Linked DNA regions of Mus musculus: region 1 is linked to region 2. Evidence: chromatin contacts called from public Hi-C data. All regions are on one chromosome and are shown on one strand. The core of a region is the stretch at or near the end of the contact, and the rest is flanking DNA. Distances in the headings are between cores, read along the strand shown.

Evidence for each region. A called contact is a pair of places that touch in the nucleus more often than the background predicts.
Region 1: a Hi-C map of liver shows a contact between it and region 2, with 3 times the contacts expected there. The contact joins two enhancer-like sites. A contact is called at or near these places in 5 of 39 promoter capture datasets (the C10 cell line, the HPC-7 cell line, cranial neural crest and 2 more) and 2 of 484 Hi-C or Micro-C datasets (bone marrow-derived macrophages and liver).

The regions. Positions count from the first base shown.
Region 1 is chr10:26,853,283-26,861,017 of GRCm38.p6, forward strand. It overlaps Arhgap18 (Rho GTPase activating protein 18), which reads left to right. Exons shown (of 15, transcript NM_176837.2): 4 at 1,592-1,655; 5 at 7,275-7,450. Among named protein-coding and RNA genes, the nearest start is that of Arhgap18, 85 kb to the left of the region's middle. Within about 2 kb of position 2,754, at least 27 of the 459 cell types and tissues checked have an H3K27ac peak or open chromatin away from gene starts, as enhancers often do. A contact at or near this core is called in liver, where this site is marked.
Region 2 is chr10:26,349,501-26,356,861 of GRCm38.p6, forward strand. It overlaps L3mbtl3 (L3MBTL3 histone methyl-lysine binding protein), which reads right to left. Exons shown (of 22, transcript NM_001359254.1): 2 at 2,759-2,875. The coding sequence starts at 2,860. Among named protein-coding and RNA genes, the nearest start is that of L3mbtl3, 21 kb to the right of the region's middle. Within about 2 kb of position 1,856, at least 12 of the 459 cell types and tissues checked have an H3K27ac peak or open chromatin away from gene starts, as enhancers often do. A contact at or near this core is called in liver, where this site is marked.

The DNA of each region.
Region 1 (7,735 bases), core at 1,504-4,003, 500 kb after region 2:
GCTTTGAACCCATTATATCACCAAGACTGGTTTCAAACTCATGAGAATCCTACTGCCTCAGTCTCCAGAGTTCTGAGAATGCAGACAGGAACTACCATATTTGGTTGGTCACTTTTTTTTTAAAGGTTTTTCATTTAAATTCTAATGTATTAGCTAGTACTTTTGTTTGATAATAGAATTGTTAAGCTAAAATCCACATATCATATGATCACGCAATAAAGCATAGACCTCAACCTGGGAATGATTGCCTGCGTGATGTGGGCCAGATGACAGAGTAAAAAACTGTATCAACAACAATAAGAACAACAAAAAAATTGAAGTCGTTTTCTTCATGAGTGCAGTAACTGTTTAGCCACCCATGTTCCAGTAATAACTCCCCACCCATTCTTATGCAAGGGACCCCAATTAAACTTGTAGGCCATTCCTCTCCCCAAAAGTAGACATGAAGAGGGATCAAAAAAGTGTTCCATGAGAGCAAGGGACATTAGGAGAAAGTATTAAGGATTGCTGAATATGATTAGAATATAATGCATGTGTAAATTTATAAAAAGTAAATATTTTCACAGTCAGCTATTGGATGGATCACAGGGTCCCCAATTGAGGAGCTAGAGAAAGTACCCAAAGAGCTAAAGGGAACTGCAACCCTATAGGTGGAACAACAATATGAACTAACCAGGTCCCCCCCCCCCCGCCCCCAGAGCTCTTGTCTCTAGCTGCATATGTATCAAAAGATGGCCTAGTCGGCCATCACTGGAAAGAGAGGCCCATTGGTCATGCAAACTTTATATTCCCCAGTACAGGGGAACGCCAGGGCCAAAAAGTGAGAGTGGGTGGGTAGGGGAGTGGGAGGGAGGGTATGGGGGACTTTTGGGATAGCATTGGAAATGTTTATGAGGAAAATACCTAATAAAAAATATTAAAAAAGAAAAAAAAAGAACTCTAAGCCTAAAAAAAAAAGTAAATATTTTAAAACTAATAAAAAAGAGGTGTATAATCCAGTGATTTCTGCCATCATTACAGTCAACTAGGACACATTTTTATTACATGTCCTGCAAGGAACGCGCATACCCATCAGCAACTACTTCCTATACTGTCCTGAATACTCAGGCAAACGTGGATCTCTGTGTGATTTACCTGTTCTGGACTTTTCAGATAAATGAAATCATAATATACATGGCTTTTGGTGATTTTTCCTTATAGTATAGTGTTCATTAATGCCGAAGCATGTTTTTGGACTTTATTTTTGTTGTTGTTAAATACTATGTCATGGTTTGAGTAAACCACATATATCTACTCACAGCTGGATGTTGCTAATATTTCATCTAGATAGTGGTGTTTCAGATAACAGGGACACTCTTGGCCTCTGTCCTGTTCCCAGTTGTGTTTGGTGTGTGTCTCACAGCCATGAGTAATCATACACTTGTTGGACGATTGGCTATTGGTCACTGTGGCACTCTGTTCGCTGCCTGTGACGTGTATAAGTTTGAGTTCATTTCTTGTTCTCTGAAGGTTATAATGGGATTATTTACAATACTGTTTTCTCTATTTGTGAGTTCTCTCAATGACTAAGTGGCTCCTCCTCTCTGTTCAGCCTCCAGATGACTCAGACTTGCGGTCAGTCAGAACAAACGAAAACAAAGGCCAAGGAAAAGATGGTATGTTGGACTTGTACTCCTGGTTGTCTTTTTAATTACTGTAATAAATACTTACAACTCTAACATATTCCCTTCAATTCTACTGAGAAACTTCTATGAAAGTACTAATGTAATGAATGATTTTGAATAGAGTTGGCCCTTTATCATTTTTCCCATCTGATCTCAATGTACATATACATCTTCATGAATGCTTATCATATTCACAGTGGCATGCAGAGCTTTTTGCTTCATTCAGCATACTCAAGAATTATTCCTGGCTAATAACATTTTACAGATGAAAGACCTGACTTGGAAAGCCATGCTTCCCACACCATGCCTCTGGACTGTGGAGTTAGTGCCCTGTTCATGAAAAAGCTCTAAATTCATAAATGGTTTTGTTTTCAGAAATTTTAGAGAAACCTATAAGAAAAAGAGATTATCTTTTAAAAAATGAATTACAATTCTCCTTTTCATGCATTTCACATTAAACATTTATTTCAGAGATGAATTAGAAATCAAAATGAATACAAAGATTCTATTAAGCACCATGGAGAAAAAGTTTACCGTTCTTGTGTTTATAAGAAGGGAAAGCATTCTTAGTTCAGGCTTAAAACATGAGTCTACTAGCTACTTAAACACTGACACAGATGAACTGTGCATTTACATTCTCAACTTAGTATCTGAGGTATTTGTACATCACTGTATGGCCTTGGGCTTTCAAGTAGCAGGGTGAAGGAATGGCTGTCAGATAAACTAGAGGCCCTAAGAGCATTCCGAACCTTTGTCTAGAAATCCCTCTTTAGGACAGAGGTATATGAGGAGGTTTAGAAATCTGAGAACATGTCTAACATCTTTGTTTATTTAGAATTTTCTCAGTACTTCTCTCCTGTATCACCACATAAAAAAATAACAGCATACACACATCATGAGTGTGAGCACACATACATATATGAGCACCACATTTCTGAGTACACACACACACACACACACCACACTCACCCCTATGAAAACACTCTTTTCTGTCTCTTCTGTGGAGCCCTCTGTAGCAACATGTGCTGTATCAGAATGAACCACTGTGTATCAGTATTTCCCCCTGTCTGTGTGCCAGCAGACACTGAAGTGGCACGCAGGCTGGCAGCGCCAGACTTAGCCTGCTGGAGAGCTGGGTCCTCAGAGACACAGACAGATCTTTTGTGCCAGTGTCAATATGCTTTGGAGAAGAGTGACTGCCAGTTGCTTAACAGATATTGAGGAGAACATTGTCCTTTCTTCGTGTTTCCGTCTCTTGCCAGACATCATAATGTAGGCTATAGCAACAAAGGTTCTGTGAGACAAGTCTGTTATATGAGCGCTCTCAGGCTGAGATTGCAGTGGGCAAGAGAGATGTGACAACTTGTAGCCCGATTTATATCTGTTTCTGCTGGAAGGGTAAACAGTAGGAAGCAAGCTGCCAGGCAAGTCACCAGGTAGCTATTGCTACATCAGTTTGGGACAGGGCCCACTCGTTTGCTTATCATGAACTAATGGCGTTTCAAGCACTTTGGAAAGTTCAGAAAGAAATTGTCCTAGATTTATGCCAGTCTTTGTTGTTGTGATAAAACTATTCAAAAGCAGCTCAAGGGAAGGAAGCCCTTATTTGGCTTGCATGTGACACAGTCCATCATCCAGGGAAGCCAAGGCAGGACCACAAGCAGAGACCAGAGGGGGATGGTGTGGTTTTTGTCTTCCTCCCAGGATCAGAGGAAGCTATGTTTCTTATTCAAGTTGGGGACACCTACCAAGGGATTGTACTGCCAACAGTAGGCTGAATCCCCCACATCCATTAGCAGTCAAGGAAATGTTCCACAGGCCAACCTGATAGAGGCAATTCCTCAATTCAGGTTTCCTCTTCCCAAGTGTGTTAAGTTGACAATTAAGGTTAGCCATCACCTATAGGCAAGGAAACATTATCCGGAGATTGTAAAGCCAGGCTGGTTCTGGTTAAATCTGAAAACACCAGTGTCTAATGTAAATGTTTTATCTATACTTGACTTTTTATTCATCCAGAAGTACGTGTTTGAGGGCTGGAGAGGTGGCTTCAGCAGTTAGGAGCACCCTGGTTCCATTGACTGGACCCACAACCATCTGTAACAACAGTTCCATGGAGTCGTCTGGTCTCTTCAGCGCACTGCATACATGTGGTGCACAGGCAAACACACACAAAACACCAATACAAATAAAATTAAAATAGACCTTTAAAAAGAATTTCAAATTAAAAACTAGTAGACTTTGAATGCTGCAAGTACTGTCACATTTCACATTAATCTACATTCTTCACTTTTCATAAAACTACACACCTCTATGAAAGGCCCGTTACTTGTACTTATTTATATATATTAATTAATATTTACCATTTTTCATAGTGATCTATATACTTTTAATTTGTATTTCTATGAGAGAAGAAAAGTATTTTTTTTTAAAAAATAGATATTTCTATTATTTTGGATAACTGGACAAAATTTTTTTAAAGGAATTATATAACTTAGACTTGTTGCCTTCCTCAAAATCAGAAAGGACTGGGGGATGGTTCAATCACTAACGAGCTTGCAAGTAAAATGCTGCCCTTACAAGCATATGAGCACTTGTGTAAGGTTCCCACAGACTATATAGAAAAGCCAGATATACACAATGCTCCACATACATGTGTACATATGTGTGAGTCCATGTGCACAAATGAATGGATACATATAAACATAGAAAAGAGGAAATTGGACTATAGAAATTATATGCACTGGGAAGGCCTAGACGTGTGGGTCCCTAGGTTTGCTACCGGCTATTAATTAAACTCTAGGCCAGTGACCCCAGGACACTTGTCCCAAGAGTAAAGCAGACAGAGGTGAATGACATTCAGGTTTTCCTCTAACCTCCACGCACATGTGCACACATCTGTGAGTCTACTCATGCTAGCCCCTGTATTCGAGCATACACACCCAGACACACACACACACACACACACACACACACACACACACACACACAAGGATACTAGAGTAAAGAAATTATATTATGTACACTTGTGGGCTTAACAGGCAAGGAATTCATCCTTTAACTTCTCCGTATGGGTATGATGGAGCCAGCATTTGTCTTAGCCACATCGCTGTCTATCTCTAGCAGCGACCACTGTCACCCACAGTTATTTTCTCTGTCCCCTCCCTGAACTTGGTTTCGCATTTGAACTGCGGTTTGCACAGTTTGTGCTTTTTGTTCTCGTTGCCCTGTTTTCTGGAGGAAATCAATTTGTTTTAAGTGTGTTCTGCATGACTCCAGTTTGGATTCAGCACAGCATGTTTATTTTGGTCTGCACGAGGAGGGTATGATTATTGTAACTGACATCGAAGCATTGAAGAGAATCATTTCTAAATTCTTGTCCACTGACATCCAGCAGCTGAAAGTAGCTTCTAATTTACAAAAATGGCTAATCATTTTTTTTTCATTGAATGGTTTCCTAGGAAACCAATAATGTATTCACAGCAAAACATATAACCATATAAACTAATGGGAAAATAAAATTAGTATTTGTTTTGACATTTACGATACTTTAAAAATTAATCATAAAAGTTATTAAGTATTCTACTTAAAATTGTCACAGACTATTGAAAAACATAGATGGGAGCAGATAATACCATCACTGAGTTTTCTACTTGACGTGGGCACATGTTTGCATGCTCGCCTAACTAAAAGCTTGCCTGAAAGCCAGCTAAGCTGGCTCACACTGAAAATCTAGGCTTTCTGTAGGTTTCACCTTTGCTATAGAGAGGCATTTAAACAAAGGCAAGCCCTTACTGAGCCCCATGTGGCTGTGCTGCAGCACGGTCATGAAGCTGGCTCTGCTCCATAGTCGGGATGAACAAAATGGGATTCATATCTAATTCTTAATTCTATTTTGATTGGAACAAAAGGATTTTTTAAAATGTTTTATTAAGCATTGACAAAAATTGTTCTGAGCAGTGGCCTTTAAATGATATATATATACCCCTGGATTTCTGACATGTATTTATTACATGTTTAAAACTAATTGCGTCTTGTATCTTTTTGTCTTACAGTGTGCAATATTAGTAGGCAAACAAACAAAGCACTGGGTTTGGTTTTGGTTTTGGTTTTGTTTTGTTTTGGTTTGTTTGAGACAAGGTTTTCGTTTTGCTCAGCCAGCAAAGTAAATCACTGTTTGGATTGGAAGCAAGAACAAATCATTCTCAGGTGTGAGTTTACTTATTTATTTGGGGTTTATTAATTTTGTTTGTTCACGATTGTGAATTACATACTGTGTATCAGTATGCCTACTATTATTGTGTATATGTATGGTGCATGTGTGTGTGTAAATGTACATGCTGCCGTGCACATGTGGAGGTCAGAAAACAACTTTCTTGAGTTATTTACTCTTGTGAACACGTATGATGCGTGTGTGTGTTTGCGTATGTCTGTGTAGACATGCAAATGCTATCATCCACATGTGGAGGTCAGAGAACAACTTTCCTGACATAGTTCTCTCCTACCCCTCGCTGTCCGATCCAGGGAAGGAACTTGGCTTATGAGGCTTGCATGGCAACGCCTTTGCTCTCTCAGCCACCTGGCCAGCCCTACTTTTGTGTTTGGAGACAGATTATCCTAGCCCCTGTGGCCTCAGAGTCACCATGTAGTTGAAGATGACCTTGAATTCTTGATTTCTTAGCTTCCCTCCTCAGTGCTGGAGTCACAGGGATGAGCCACCATGACAGGCTCTCTCTTTTCAGTTCATGGCATCTTATTATAAATTATTATAAATCAGTGTTTGGTAATGGAAAGCAATACCAGTGTTCATGCTAGCAGTTTTCTAAAGTGAGTTGTAAGAAAAGAGAAAAATTTACCAAGGCAATTTGGAAGTGTGTTCTTCCTTCCCAGTAGCTGTTGTTTTTATCAAAGAAAAAATTTCAACATTAATTACTTCCTAGAGGATCAGCAGCAAACAAAATAAAAAGGACCAAATAAAAATTTGAAACTGCTGATGGCAAATACCCACAGCTTCTTTGACTCACACTGGAAGAGGCTTCTATGCTCTTTAATAAAATCAGGTACAAAACCTGTTGGTTCTTGTACCAGGCACCTCCAGAGCCCACTTTCGGAGTGATGAGTTGTTGGCATCAGCTGTTGTTTTGGAATTTTTACCATGCTTCATAGGTAACATTCCAGGGCATGGAGGAGGCCTGCTCTGAGATGTATTCCACTCTGAAGAAGGTTTAGGAAAGGCACAAGGCAGAGATACAATGTAGTGCCTCTCTCTCTCTCTTGCTTTTAGCTCCTCAGTTCAGAATGAAGCAGTGGCTGCCTCTACTAACCTTTATGAGACTTTCCACTGAGTTTGATGTCTTCTGGTAGTCTTTTGAATTTATACCCAGTCTAAAAACTGTGACCACAAAGAATTCCCAGTTGGACCCTGGTTTATCAATCACTTCTCAGCTTTTACACCATGAACCAGTGTTATAATCCCTTGAGTAAACATTTTGTTATCAAAATGACAGTAAATTGTTGCCTAGAGAAATGAATATTCTTCCCAAAGTTCTGTTTAATATATTGGAAGTTTTTAAAATAAAAGGCATGCAGTTGAATTGTCTTTTTTTCTCCTAGATCAGCCATCTAGTGGGGCTGTCGATAGCAAGGAGCAGATCTCACGGGTGCCTGAGGACACACCTGCCTCTGAAACAGACATCAATCTGGAGGTGTCATTTGCGGAGCAAGCTGTCAATCAGAAAGAGTTCAGTAAGGAGAGGACGCAGAAGATCAGCAGCAACGACTCTTTGCCCGTATGTAGTGCACATTCAGATGGCTCTAAAAGAATTTCTGTTTTGGTTTTTCGAGACAGAGTTTCTCTGTATAGCCCTGGCTGTCCTGGAACTCACTTTGTAAACCAGGCTGGCCTTGAACTCAGAAATCTGCCTGCCTCTGCCTCCCAAGTGCTGGGATTAAAGGCATGCACCACCACGCCTGGCAAGAATTTCTTTTTTGCAAACTTTGTAGTTTTAAAATTTACAACCCACAGAAAAGTTGGTGGCATAACATTCCCATCAACAGCTGATTGAACAGTTGTT
Region 2 (7,361 bases), core at 606-3,105:
GGCCAAGTAAATGTCTGTGTTCTGTCTGTCACCCTCCACCTTATTATTTCACTGAGAAAAGTCCTCTCTCTAAACCTAAAATTAGGTTGGTGGCCGCAAAGTTTCGGAAAGCCTCCTGTCTCCAGCCCTCTCTGCCACTGGGCTACTTTGTCCATGGGTGCTGTGGGTTCAGACTTAGTGCCTCTGTGCCTTTCCTCTACTCTTTAAATTACTAAAGTAAGGTATCCAACCGTCTACTGCCCATAGGTAGATTGGACACATGGTAATTACCCTATAATTACATGAGTGTAAAAGTCATATCTAACAAGCCTGATACTAAAACCCTAAATGACTTAATTGCCTGATTATCTTAATAAAAATAATAGGTTAATTTCTAAAATCCATTGCTTAGAAAACTTAAAAAGCAATCCAGATTTCTTAGGGATGGGAACTCCCCTTTTGCCAAAGGCTAACTAAAACAAAGTTATAAATTTCATCGTGTACCTGACATATAAAACATATCATGTATGAAAATGCAGGAGAGTAATTTTCATAATATAGTCAGAGAATGCGCAACTTGTATCAGTTTGCAGTCTTTCACCATCACCGCTGTCTCACACCTGTGAGTTTATGGATTCTGTCGACTCCCATTTTTTCAGATAAAGCTTACAACATGTAAGGGTTTTAGAGACTCTTCCATAGGTTTTACTTTATTGTTAATTGTGTCTATGTGGCAAGGATGGAGGGAGGGGCTGTGAGTATAATTACCCTTAGAGTTCATAAAGATCCCCTGGCACTGGCTTTACAGGGAAATGTGAGCTGTCCAGTCAAACCAGAGTCAGGTCCTACCAAAGCAGAACATGCTCTTAACTGCTGAGCTACCTCTGCAGTCCCTGACGTTAGGCAACTGGACAAAGGTCACATGCTAACATATGGCTGACATGATTGGAGCTTGAAAAATAGCTTTTTTTTTTTCTATTTAAATGCTATCAGCTTTCTTTGCCCACCACAAGTCACACAGGTGGCACCTGCAGAATGTCAGAACAGCTTGAGTCCCATTTGTTCTTGTATTTACTTCCTTTACTGCAGAGCTGTCATGACCCAGAAGAATTAACTAAGTCTATAACTTCTCATCACACAAAACCAAAACTGGAAACATCTTCTTTTTAATGATTTTGAGTGGATACAAAGTGTGTGTGCATACTTATGAGTGCCATATGCTATTCCCATATACATACACAATATGTAATGTTCAGATGGGGGAATTAGCATTCCTACCTCCTCAAACATTTCTATTTCTACATAATAAAAACCTTTGAAATCTTCTTTCTTAGTTATTTTACAGTAGATCATATATTACTTTAGACTCCTGTTACCCTATGGTATAAAGGACTGCCAGAATTTAATAGTTCTAACTATATGTTGGTACTCTTTTAAAAATAGCTTCTCCAGATTTCCCTAACCCTCACTGGAATGGTTTTGTTTCCCTAATCGCATACACTGGCTCTTCGGCTCAATTAAGCCTAAGCCAACCAAAATCTCAAACATTTTTCCAACGGCAGGCAGATGTTTAAATTGTACCCTTGAGGATCAGTGAGGGCAGGGACTGGGCTAAGATATTTGTCAGGCAGCCATCAAAAGGATTAGATTTCAAGAAGCCTAAGTTAGGGGCAAAATTTTCGATTTGAGGCAGCACAGAACAAGTCTTATAGAGACAGGCCAAGTGACAGCCTGTTAGAGATACAGGAAGTTCAAACACCTGAGAGACTGCATACAAACACAAAGTTTAAAAGGCCACAGGCCACAGACAGGTTCAAGGTCCCAAAGACAGGATCAGAGCAAAAATCACACTAGAAATGAGAAGCAGGGGCCGATGGGAGCTTGCACAACTGTGTTCCATGGAGCAGCAGAGATGGCCCTAACGCAGGCTCAGTAGAGCAGGAGACTCACGGTGGGCTAGCACATACACAACGGGGCAGACTGAACGCCATGAAAAGTAGAGATTCACAGTGGGGCTAGCACATATACAGTGAGCAGGCTAGTTGGCAGACTGACCCGTGAAGAGTGGAGACACACAGTAGGTTAGCACATAGACAGTGTGTACACTGAGCCATAAAGGCTGGAGACACATTGTAGGCTAGTATATATACAATGAGCAGACTGACCCATGAAGAGTGGAGACATACAGTGGGCAGACTGGACCCCATGAAGAGTATGCTGGTGAACAAGTGGTTATACAAAATTCTTATTTATAGCATAGTAAATAGTTCTATCGATTCAAAGTTTTCATTTTTTTTTTATCCAGCTTCTATATAAGGACACTAGGACCCAGGGAATGTGGTCCCCCAAAGCCATTACTAAAATATACAAAAAGCTAGACTTTCTAGGTCTGGCACTGCCATATATATTGGCTATCATCATCATAGAACAAAACCAGACGATCCTCCTCAAAGGTCTTGATGGCTTCCTCAGATTAAGAGCATACTGAAACTATTCTTCAGACCCCTAGCCCAAGGGGTAAAACCCGGCAATCCATCAGTATTATAAGGTAGCTTGCAAATTTACTACAGAATACCACATACTGTATGAAGCCAGAACACTCTATTTACTGCTTTGAATTTTTGTTTCATGTATATACGTTGAAGTACATTGTTTCATGTATTTCGTTGTAAAACAAGCTGACTGCAGATACAATAAATAAATAAATAAATGTACTTATTTACACCTTTTATTATATATATACACACACACACACTTGTGTATGATAAAGAAAGCCTACCTTTAAATCACTCCCTGGTAGGGTACCAACGCCATCCTTCCAGTCCATAACACTAAACACATCAAACTCTTGACCACTTGTGCTAGATGCAGATTCAGTCATGATTTATTGTGTAACCTGGAAGAAGGGAGAGAGAGTATAAATACTTCACATGCACACTGATTTAGTTATCATTATCACGTCTGCTTCCTTTACTTTCTTCACTTTCTTGATTCATCCATCTAAAAACAACCGCTCCAAAGCATCGTGAATGGGGCTGAGGATAGAGACCCTGGGAGAGTACTTGCCCAGCAGGTTTCAGGCCCTCCAAACCCTCTATAGATTACATTTCTGTTTTACTTTGTGGTGTTAGAAACTGCAGCTAGCATTAAGAGAAGCACTCACTCTACACGCCACCCCCAGAGCTATACCACTTTTTTCCAGAGCATGAGCATCTCCACCTTTTCATTTAAACAATTAACATTCTGTTTTGCATTAATCAAGTCACCAACAGCATTGCTATTGCAGCTGGGCCAATGTGAAGTAAACGAGGTTTACTTGAAAATAAGCATTGTGAACTTGGACAGTCAATCTGATAACTGAGATGACAGTCACCAAGTACCTAGCAGGCGGGGAGGGGCTTGTGCACACACTACAGGCTCACTAGATCCAAAGTGGACTCACTCCTGAGTAGAGTTGAGTGAAACACTCTGTGACTTCACACGACTCGGGACCACGTCAAAACTCACAGATTGTTTGCTTCTGGACAGTTCCATTTAATATTTTTGAACAGCTGACCTCAAGTAACTGAGTCCTGTCCTAACTATACTCTCAGAAAATGGAATTTTCTGAGATAAAGGAACTACAAAATAAAATGTGGATTTAAAAGACACCATTTTTGAATCTATTATTCTGTATTAGTCTATTGTATTAATCTATATTAACCTACCAATTACATGTCTGACCTACTAGCACAGCAAATGTGAATGTGATTTTTCAGAACGAAATCAAGTTTGTTTGATCCAGCTGAAACACTTACTATGATACTAACAAGGTTCCTAACAGCCAAGACTTTGCCAAGGACATGGACTAGTGACAGGAATGAAAATGAAGTGTTTTAAACTTAATGAAATATGACAACAGTTGGAAGATTTACATAGTTCATTGGAAAAATGTTCTCCAAATGACTAAGGTATAGCGTTACAACAGTAAGCCCGGGAGGGATTGGTTCCAACTCTCAGATGAATAAATTTTAACAGAGGGCGAAACCTCAGTCATCAGGTTTCTAACTGCACACCAACCCACCTTTAGGGTAGACTGCCCCTTGTGGAGTTTTGCTGGGACATCAAAGATTTCCACCATTACTGAAAGAGAAGCAAAATCTCTCTCTCTTTTCCAACCCTGTCTCTACATAAAACCAGACCTTTTTCATATACTTTAGCCAAAACAACAGCCTGGAATAGATGAAAGGCAGGCGAAGTGGTAAGAATCCAGCTATCGCTCTTAAAGTCAGACATTAGAAAGGTTTGCCCAAGTACAAAACTACATCAACTTCTCCCATTTACAACTACTATTATTGTATATTTGCTACCTTTCATAAAAATTGTGTTTATGTATATTATCATACAGCAAGTTATCATCATACAGCACTAGTTTGGCAGGAAGGTGTGAATCTCTGGGTAGCCTGCCATCGCAGGAATCTCTCAGCCTCTCAGCAGGTAGCAGTGTCTTGAGGAACGGCTCCAGAGTGACAGAACAATAGAACCATCTAGGTGGGAAGGCTCTACCTCAGGTGGTCTCATTCTCAGTGGAGCAAGGTCTGAGCCAGTCTGCTCAAGGCTGTGGGAGGCTACAACTTCTCCCGTTTACGACTGCTATTATTGTATATTTGCTACCTTTCATAAAAAATTGTTTATGTATATTATCATACAGTAAGTTTACTATCATTATTTTTAAGTAAGTAATCAATCAGCCTATTTTTAACACAGTAAGTATCAATATGCATAGAATATTAGAAAAAATAACTACTTGGGTTTTCAATAACTAAGATTTGAGACCAAAAAGCCTAAAAGTGGCTGCTGTCCAGAACAATCGTTTGCTTCCCCCATAGAGAAGAAATGGGGGGCGGAGTTCACAACCGGGAGCTGCACATGGAAATTAGATCTAAGCATATTTACAAGAAGACATGGTACCCAGTCACGGGGCACCAACTCGCAAATCACAAATTATTAAGAAAAACATTACTGGACAGAGTATTAGAGGAACACTGCTTTTCTTTTTTAAAGGTGGGATGATAGGCAATAGTAAATATTTTTATTTTATTTATATTTTATGTGCATGCATTGTGTGTGTATCTGTTGAGGCACCTGCATGCCAGAGTGCACATATGGAGGTCAGACATTAACTTGAAGGGACTCAGGTCTCTCCTTTCATCATGTGGGTTTGAGGGTTGACCTCGGGATATCAGATGCAGAGGTATTGAGCCACCTCTGGCCCATTTTGATTTGGTCAAGAGACAGAGTCCTGCAACTATGCCAGCCTCAAACTCATGAGTCTTCTGTCTCTACTTCCGATGTGCTAGGATTACAGGGACATTCCACCAAGCTAGGGAGTATGTGGTTTTTTGCTTTTTGTTTCTAAATGGAAAGCTCTTTTTATATTTTAGTGATTCAGACAAAAATGGATAAGTAAAAAGGCATATGAGAAATTTGTCTTCAACTAATCAGTGGAACTCAAGTGGCCAGATAAAATTAGTGTGCTGGGAACTGTCCAACTGTAGGTCAGATCTTTGGTGAATCATGTATGTTCTTGATCTTACATATTTTCAAGTTGTTTTTGTTTTTTTTTTTTTCTTTAGACAGAATATTGTTGTGTAATATGCTGTTCAAAACTTGGAATGAAGCTTAGGCTGGCCTTGATTTTATCCTCCTGCCTCAGCCTCCCAAATGATGAAATTACATGCTCACACCATGATGCCAGGCTCAAGACTTCGCAAGTTCGTCTTTCAATGTCATGCGCATTCCTAAACAGTCTGTAGAAACTCTGTGCTTCTTTGAATGAGAAACTTTCTTCCTTTGAGAATTTCCAGATGTGCCATTGTTCTTTCTCCCCCTCATTGCTTTAAATAAAATATCAACCAAAAGATATTTCTCAGTGTGTGAAGTGTCCATCACAAGGACCGAATTATACATTACTAAGACTTAATCCTCAGAGCAGGAGAGGTCAGGGGACAATTATGTGAGGGAAATTGAAAATATTAAATGAGTTAAGATTTTGTTTCTACTGCTGTAATAAAACACCATTACCAAAACCAACTCATGGAGGGCAGAGTTTATTTTATCTTACAACTCTCAGGACAGTCATCACTGAGGGAAGTCTCGGCAGGAACTCAAGGCAGGAAACTGAAGCAGAGAGCTCGCAAGACTGCTGCTTCCTAGCCTAGCTTATGCCTCATGGTCTGCTTTCTTATACTATATATTATAGGACCACAGGCCCAGGGGGAATACTGCTCCCAGAGGGCTAGGCCCTCCAACACCAATCATTAATCAAGAAAATGCCCTACTGACAATAAACAAGCCAGGAGAGACTGGTACTTCAGTGGTGAATGAATCCTCGTTCATGAAACGGACTGGATCTCGATGACACTGGCAGTGTTGTAGAAGAGTGGTACTGATAGAACTTGACACCCCTGCTGGGTAAACAGTGAGTAACCAGGGTGTTTGGCCTTCCCCTACCTAAGGCCGGCAGGCAGGCACAAACATCCCAGCACTAGAACCTGCTTGGCACTCTCCAAGAGCTGTGGCAAATGTTCACTGTGGACTTTATGAAATGCGTAAATGTGCTTCTGCTTTAAGACACCAATATTACACAGTGAACTCAGCCTGTAAAGCCCCAGCAAAACTGGTAAACACTGTTCCCATCCACTGCCTTCACGCTCAGGTCCATGGATGTGTCCTCTGAGCCGTTATAGTAAAGGACATTCACTACACTGTCTTTCCTAACATCTCCATCTGAAATCACTGGCTACTTTGTCACAGAAGTCTGAAGAGCTACAACAGATGAAGTGTTTTCCCACCAGCAGCAACACTGTATGGAAAGCTGTTTATTTTATGGCACCCAAGTCTTTCTTGTTTAATTCTTCCCCTGTGCACATGGACACAAACACACAAACACACAGAAGACTTTACTTCTTGTTCCTGCCATGTATGTCAGGAGTCAGAAGGTACCATAGAGCCATATAAGCCACAAACAGCATCTCATGGTGCCAAAATGCCGGTCTCAAATCTCTTGGCAAATAATGCTGAGATTCCCTAAGAAAGTACCATAAAGGTGCACCCATGATCATGCTACCAGGAAAGAGGCAGTATTTCCTCCCGAATCAGTCCCTTTTCATGCTTTCCAGCCACAAATGATGTCAGATAGGGCAGTTTGGGTGATCAGAGGGTCAACAAGTAAACCAGTGCAACTTTTGATTCCCAAAAGTATACGTGCCCACGGGCAGTGGTAGCACACGCCTTTAATCCCAGCACTCGGGAGGCAGAGGCAGGTGAATTTCTGAGTTCGAGGCCAGCCTGGTCTACAGAGTGAGTTCCAGGACAGCCAGGGCTATACAGAGAAACCCTGT